2 separate regions of the Capsicum annuum genome follow, and region 2 is linked to region 1. Evidence: chromatin contacts called from public Hi-C data. All regions are on one chromosome and are shown on one strand. The core of a region is the stretch at or near the end of the contact, and the rest is flanking DNA. Distances in the headings are between cores, read along the strand shown. Region 1 overlaps LOC107873015 (putative tyrosine-protein phosphatase auxilin). Region 2 overlaps LOC107873013 (SWI/SNF complex subunit SWI3C).

The links. A called contact is a pair of places that touch in the nucleus more often than the background predicts.
Region 2: a Hi-C map of leaf shows a contact between it and region 1, with 6 times the contacts expected there. The contact joins two enhancer-like sites. A contact is called at or near these places in 2 of 5 Hi-C or Micro-C datasets (leaf and placenta).

Annotation. Positions count from the first base shown.
Region 1 is chr6:170,613,685-170,617,573 of UCD10Xv1.1, forward strand. LOC107873015 (putative tyrosine-protein phosphatase auxilin) reads left to right here. Exons shown (of 8, transcript XM_016719705.2): 8 at 1,925-2,381. The coding sequence ends at 1,963. Among protein-coding and RNA genes, the nearest start is that of LOC107873015, 10 kb to the left of the region's middle. Within about 2 kb of position 1,802, at least 5 of the 5 cell types and tissues checked have an H3K27ac peak or open chromatin away from gene starts, as enhancers often do. A contact at or near this core is called in leaf, where this site is marked.
Region 2 is chr6:170,789,281-170,793,169 of UCD10Xv1.1, forward strand. It overlaps LOC107873013 (SWI/SNF complex subunit SWI3C), which reads right to left. Exons shown (of 9, transcript XM_016719702.2): 9 at 2,844-3,804. The coding sequence ends at 3,346. Among protein-coding and RNA genes, the nearest start is that of LOC107873013, 20 kb to the right of the region's middle. Within about 2 kb of position 2,086, at least 4 of the 5 cell types and tissues checked have an H3K27ac peak or open chromatin away from gene starts, as enhancers often do. A contact at or near this core is called in leaf, where this site is marked.

The DNA of each region.
Region 1 (3,889 bases), core at 552-3,051:
TACAAAAATAAGCTAAGCCTTTAGCTTATTAGCTGCTTCAAAAAAGCCAATCCAAACACCCCCTTATTTGTGTATGTGGTAAATAATAAAGTAGCAGTGGTTAAGCGGGAATAATAATACATAAAATGTTAGGCAAAGATTAGCCAACTTTTAGAGCATTTTGTTTTTAGACGATCTTTATACAACATGCATTGTTGTTGATACATATTGTCATTATTGTCATTCTGTATTGTATCTCGCATCAAATAATGCATGAATTCCCTCATAACATATGTTGGTGTCAAGTTAAATACTACAAATCAAGCACTACATTAGTTATATGGGGATTGGTTTCCGTTATTAGGTTGGACACTGCATTAAATATTCTTTTATGTGTCCATCCAAACATTATATTATTTATGCGAAATCTTATGTAGGGATTATCTTCACTATTGACCCAACAAATAGCCCTAATGGAGTCAATAATATGGGAGCATAATAAGGGATCTAAAAATGTGTTGGCCATGGAGTGAACCATTTTTCTTTTATCCTAAAGAAAAATACTTTATCACAACCAACTCAATGTTCAGACACTTAACCTCTTTGGATGAAAAAAATGATTTTGTTGCTTTAGCTGTGATCCTGCTAAAAGTTCATACTCAATAGTTGGGTTAAGGTTTTATATGATTAAAATTTAATATTGGAAAAGAAAATCACTTAATATGCTAGATTAAAAATGTGTCATAAGTTCAAGTCGAATAAATTTGATAATTTATATGGATTCAACTAGTGATCCATATCATATATGATGCTTCTAATTTTGAACCCAAAAGTGATGCTGCTAATGAAATATATTTCTTTCCCAGGGTGTAATTATGATATTTTGGTTAACTGCATATAATGACTGCACTTGTAGTATTGTTTGTAAAGGGAACTGAAATAGTTGAGAAGTAAGGATATGGATAGGAGATGCCAATTTTATAATTAGTGTGAGGAGCAGTCAAACCTTTCTTATAATTGCTACTGAAATATAGAGTTATAGCAAGGAGCTCATCGAAGAAAAAGAAGCAAACTGACTTGTCGGGAAGGTTGAGGAGCAGTTCAACTCATAATAGTTATTCCTCTTTATAAATTAAATGACACCTCCTAGGGAGTCCATCTAAATAAGTCAAGATAAATGCTTAGTTTGCTTGGCAGTTCAAACTTAACATGTACTGGTGCCGTTGCCCTTGACATGTACTGTTAGGCAAAGCTGAACAATTTTGGGTTGTTTTGTTCTTATGAATTTTACGGCAAATGAATCTAGTGTCTGTATATGTCAATTTTTAGTTGCTCGGACTCTCCAAAAATGTTGCCGCATCCGTGTCGGGTCCTCCAAAAATGCACTACTTTTGAAGGATGCGACACGCATCCAATGACATTTTCGTAGAGTCCGAGCAATGTATGTCATTATCTACATCATCCTTTTGGAGGGAGTATGGAATACATACAATTAATTCAATCAAAATCTTTGAGTGGAATGGTTAAAATTTTGATGTACACGAAAACTCTCCTTCATATGATTAGGGGAACCAAAAAAAAGAGAAGTATCACTGATCACTTATTCACTTCTACTGTGCTTCCAAATCTCTTGATATACATCTTTTCCTTTGGTTAACATTACTTCCTTATCTCTTGGAAAGTAGCTACTACAACTTTTCCTTTTATACCAACTAAATCCAGCCAAAAAAGAGAAGAAGTGGATGAGCAGTCTATGATTGTGGCATATACATTCATGTGTCACAACTCACAAGATCTAGTACTACATTTTGAATGTGCCAACTGTTACCCAGTGTCGCAGTTTGGTATTGTGTTCTCTAGTATGGAGTACTGTTATCTGTCATATGGTGTAATATGCACAGGAAGCATCATGCTGTTCTGAGATTATTCTGAAATTTGACCACAGGAAGCATGGAATAAATTCAACACAGAGGAACTAAGATGAGTTCGAACAGCTTTAAGGTCTCCTTACTGAAAGCAGATGATTAACTGCTGTCCCTTTGCTTGGAAGAAGCAACGATGTATGAGTGCTCTAATTGTTGTGCGAATTGGCTCAACTTTAATGTTTTGGTGGACTGACACGATATTTAGTAGCTTCACCAGGAATTAGTGCCATCACGAATGTGAATGTTTACAATCTCCGGCGATGTATTTAAAACGGAGTAGCTTTTGGTTCTTGGAGTTGTCAGATATATGGATATCTTCATCAGCAGCAGTAGGTTTTTGTGCATAATTCATTGATTTAGGTGAAACACCATGGTTGGTGACATGTTGCATGTGAAACACCTATCGGAGGTCATAATATTTTGCTCCTTTTCTTGTGCATGAACGCGTATATATAGATGTACCGGTTTAGATTTCAAGGATTGTGTTTCAATTGAGGTTGGAATTTTTCAGTGATCTCCATGAAATTGTTTGCTAAAAGTAGGATCATATCAGAATTGTTCTTTTTTAAGTTTTGAGGGTTATATTAACATTCATAAAAAGCATCTAATGAAATTATGAAGAGACATCTTCCATTCATATCAACGAGGATTCTTAAATTCTTAAATCTTAAATTATCTGGAGTGATATGAAGCTACAGCTAGCCGATCGTATTATTCTGTTAAAAAATCTCTGTTGATAGAAAGATTCCTTAGATATATAGATAGAATAGATGTTAAATGGATAGACGAATTCATTGAGAGTTTTTGGGCTGGAAAAGCTCGTAGATTTAAATGAATCATTTTTGTTGTCTCTCTTCTTCGCTCCCCACCCCAAAATTGGCACATGGCACAGCGGTCATTCGCTTTGTGTGAGATCGGGCGTCAAATCATATATCATTTTGGTAGGAGTTGAAAATTACCTGGATACAAGTTGTGAACTGTTCTTTTCTCCACTTCCTTCTAGCATTTGATTTGCCAGCCCAAAATATTCTGGTACTGCATTTTTTGAAGTTCTTGAAAGGTGAACAAAAGACATTAAAATGACATATTGCAACTGGTTGACATGCTTTATTAGTATGAAATTTTTTCCGAATTAAGCAAGTCTACTGAGCTCATTTCTCTCTTGTTTGTCTCCTTTTTTCTGACCCTATCATGAGGAATAGTAGTAAGTAGATCAATAATGGAACATCTCTCACAATTCCAAGTTTTTAATTTTATTTGTCAAAACAATTACCAACATTGAGAGTAGCGTTTTACGTGACGATGAACCCATAATGAAACAAACACCAATATAAATTAGAGATGATCCAGACTTTAATTTAGTATCCAGACTAATTTGTTTTTTGTCATGACATTGCATTGAAATTATTTAAACTAAAGAATGAAATGATATTGTTACTTTTTATTTAGGATAAATTACATAAAATTTAAATTTAAGAGACTATATTGTCCAATATCCCTTACATTTTTTAAATTTATATTAAATCCCGATTTTCAACTTTACTCTTAATACATATCAACAAAACCCCACATTTTATTTTTACTTCACCATTAACTCATGCAAGATATATATTTATTTTCAAAGATTTCCTTTCCAAAAATTTCTCCTAATTTATAATCAGTTAAAACATCTTCCATATCCAAATATTTTTTTACCAACAAAGGTCAACATTAATAATAAGCCGATAATTTGGTTCAATTGCCTTAGTAATGTCATCATATATATGATTCAAGCCTGTGGAAGACAAGAAATCAAGAAAAAATATTCACCTAATTGGAAAACAACTAATAATTAAGGTTGAAACAAAATATTGATAATTATAAAGTCATTATATTGTCCCGCGAAAAGTGCTTACTCCTTTCAAGACTCCGTAAAACTCTTCCAAATTATAATCATCAGTTAAAATATCTTTCATCTTCATTACTCTTATCTTCTTCAAATCTTC
Region 2 (3,889 bases), core at 836-3,335, 180 kb after region 1:
AATGTTCTCAAATTATATTTTAAAATGTTGATCAAATTTTATATTATTTAACTCTTCAAAATACAACTATAACAATTAAGACAAAACGGAGGGAGTAATTAATTTGGATCATCCACTTTAAGTAATCACCAAAAGTTCTTTAATTTGTTTGATCTTCCAAATGACTTTATATGGTGCGTCGAAATAAATAAAAAGTCAAGGCTGTGAAATGTTGTCAAAGGCACGAGAAAGAGCTTGCAGTATGGAAAGAATAAATGTTACGTTAATTAATAATATGGTCCAATAATTTCAAGCTAGAAATAAAGACAACTGCAAGAATCTGACCATGACTTTTTAGACAAATACTTGTAATGTTTGGTTACGTATTTTCTTTATTTAATTGAAGATTTCATAATCGAAATGATTATATTTGTTTAATCTTTACAAACATAAAACAAAAAAAAAAAGCGACTAATTAGACATTAATTCTTCATAGTAGTTGTAAACTTAGTCTCATCTTGGACTAATCCTTGAGATAAATTCAAAAATAATAAAATGGGTCAATTTTGAACAGCCAAAAGCTGTGTTTGGTAATAAGGAAAAAAGAATGTTTTCCAAAATAAGCCATTTTCTAGAAACCAAACACGAAAAAATATTTTCCTTCTTTTCTTATATTTTTCTCTAATAGTTTATTCTAAATTTTGAAGAGTATTGAATTGTGAGGAAACGTTTCTTTTGGAAACAAATTTTAGATAATTACTAAATTCCTAATGGCACTATTTACGATTTAAAATAGACATAGTATAATCCAAACATAAGAAAAACTAATTATTCCCTTCCTCCCGACTAATGTGATGGTGTTTGATTTAATACAGAAATTTAAGAAAGAAAAATAAACCTTTTATATTTCAGATCTAAAATAAAGCATAACTATTTATGTCGTTATAAATCATCTTAGTAAGACATAAATAAATTTAAGTTAAATTATTAATCAAATATTAAAATTTATTAGTCAAATATTAAAATTTATTACTTTTTCTTCATAGAACTGGCTGGCTAATAAAGAATGTTAAAAAGAAAAGGAAAAAGAAAGAGTCAATTCGGTACATAAAGCATCTCGTTAGTAGGAATTTGAGGAAGGGCCATACGTGAAAAATAATAATGCAGATAGTCTGCTCTAATTGATGCAAGGAAACATTAATAATTGCTTCCACAATTCAGATATGTGATCTAACTTTATCATTATTCAAAGGCTCACATTCAAGGAAATACTCCCTCTATTTTTTTTTTTAAAACGATATAAATTTTGATCAATATTTTAAGATATATTTCTTAATTAAATTGAAAAGAAAAAAAATGTAATTTATAATATTTTTAATTTAATTTTTAAATATTTAAATTTTAATATAAAAATTAAATTAATCTAATTTAATTTAATTTTATAACTTAATCAAATTAACTCACGAAAAATAAGAAAAACAATTAAAAGAAAACGGAGAAAGTGCTTGTAATATTTGCCGACATCTCTTTTAATCATTGACAAAGGGACAATTCCAAAAATAGAAGTACGTAATAATGGGACTTTATTGTACTCAGTAGTCAAACTAGTTGAGCTTCAACCAGTAGAGCCTACAAAAGGTTTGACCCTGCACCAACAAACAGACTGGAACTCTGCTTGCCTCTGTAACCGTTGAAATTCTTTTTCTTTTTCTTTTCTTCTATTTTAGAAATACAATTAATGAAGAACTCCCTCCGTTTCATAATAAATGAATTATTAGATTTTGACACATATATTAAGAAAAAAATATTAAAAATATAAATTTAATACAACTTTTTATTTTTACCTCCAAAAAAGAAAAAATTGACTTTGTAATACCTTTTTAAAAGTTAATTGATTGTCAAATCATAAGGGCAAATTTGAAAAAAAAATTCAATGATTCACTTATTTTGAGACACTAATAAATGCCCCAATAATTCACTTATTCTGAAACGGAGGGAGTATTATATTACATTATATAAGTAGAGAGCAAAATTGTAACTACAAGCTTGACATCACCAGTACTTCTATACTCCAGTCGAATAGCTTTCAAAATGTCTTTGGCAGTGCGGATCCAAGATTTTTTTTATTTTTTTTTCCATCTGGTGTTCGGTGTCCGCATTAAAGTCCCAACTAATCCGGATCGCATGTTGCAGGGCCCATTAAGATGGCAGCGCCCCTAATAGAGTTTTCTCCATACTCAGGGTCGAACCCTCGATCTCTGATTAAGGGTGAAGCAGCCCCATCCACTGCACGACAACCCATGTTGGTGCAGATTCAAGATTTTCACTAAGTTTTGAAAAGTAAAAGTATAATACTTGAGATTTAAACTTGAACTTCAAGATGAATTTTAAACCTTCTGGAACAATATACCAGCCGCTAATCTTATGTTTTGGGAGGTTCAAAATCTATAAATATACAAAAAAAAAAAAATAATAAAAAAATAATAATAATAATTAAAATGCCTTGTTTGTGCAGTTTTACTTTTTGGACCCCCTCGGTATACTCGAAATCCGCCCCTTGGTATAGGTAGACAAAGGGATTCGACAAACAACATAAACAATTTGATTTCTCAATAACAACATTACACTACAATACAAGAGATTCTTAGAGATAACAATTATTATAATAAAGAAATTCACAAAAATTTCAGTTTTCTCGGACCACACAATCCATTTTTGGTTACGAAAAGGCCAGAATTTCATTGGAAATGTTTTGACTGCAGTAAAGCTTCTTATGTCGATGAACAAATTTGTTTTTTGAAACTGAGGTGCCATTTAGCTGGCCCAAACTTGTTTAGGACTGAAACGTAGTTGCTGTCGTGCCATTTAACCCTCAAACCGTAGTTATATTACTCTGGAAATCGGCTACAAACGACTACAAATGTAGGAATCGGCACAACAGTTTTGTTACACGACTTCTATGATCAAGAAAAGGCATGTACCGAAAACTGTCATACAGATAGCCCTGTTTTCTCCACCTGAATTACCTGTACTGCACAAAACTAAATTTCTAGATCCCTAGTCTCAAGACTTCTTGTCCAAAAGTGTGTTATTTCACAGTAGAAACCGAAATATAGTACAAGTTGTTTCTACGAATAAGTTTAGCTGCATACGGCAGCAACTAATGTGAGCGCTCCTGCTCGGGTAATAAGGCCAATGCACTGTCAGTCCAAGCTGCAGCTTCAGTTGATGGGCTTCGTGTATGTCTCAATTCGTCTGACAGAGCAATGCAACTGGAATTCATTTGTTCTCTCGCCTCAATAATTGCGGAAATGACGTGAACCGATCAGTAAACTGACGCAAATCCAAAGCTCAAATCACTCTCACTCAACCTAAACCAGATTTTGTCCCAGATACAGGTCTAAGCATTGAATGACTGAGAGCAGGCTGGGAACTTGCTGATGCATTAAACATACCGGGTGTTGAAGAGGAAGGGTGTATCGCTGATAGTGGCAGCCGAGGCCCAAATCCATACATTCCTTGTTGCTGCAGAAATGACATTTGGGGATGCATCTGTTGTTGGTTTCCATATCCAGAAACAAAACCTTGTTGTTGAGGAGCTGAAACAACTTGTTGCTGCCTACTATTTCCTGCGTTACTGACCACTGCTGCACCAGCACCAGACACCCCCATTGGTCGGGATACTCGAATGGAACCAGGTTGAGATATCATCCGAGAACGTTCTGCAGTAAATCGTTGCCTTGTCCTCTCCAATTGTTCACATTCTTTCATTAACAAGGTCTCCACCTCTGCAAACTGCTTCAGCTTCAGCTCTAACCTCTTTAACTGTATGTACGGGGAAAGTAAAGGTCAAAATTGTTGCAACGCAAAGGTCAAGAGAGATGCATCCTTAATCAAATATGGTTCGATG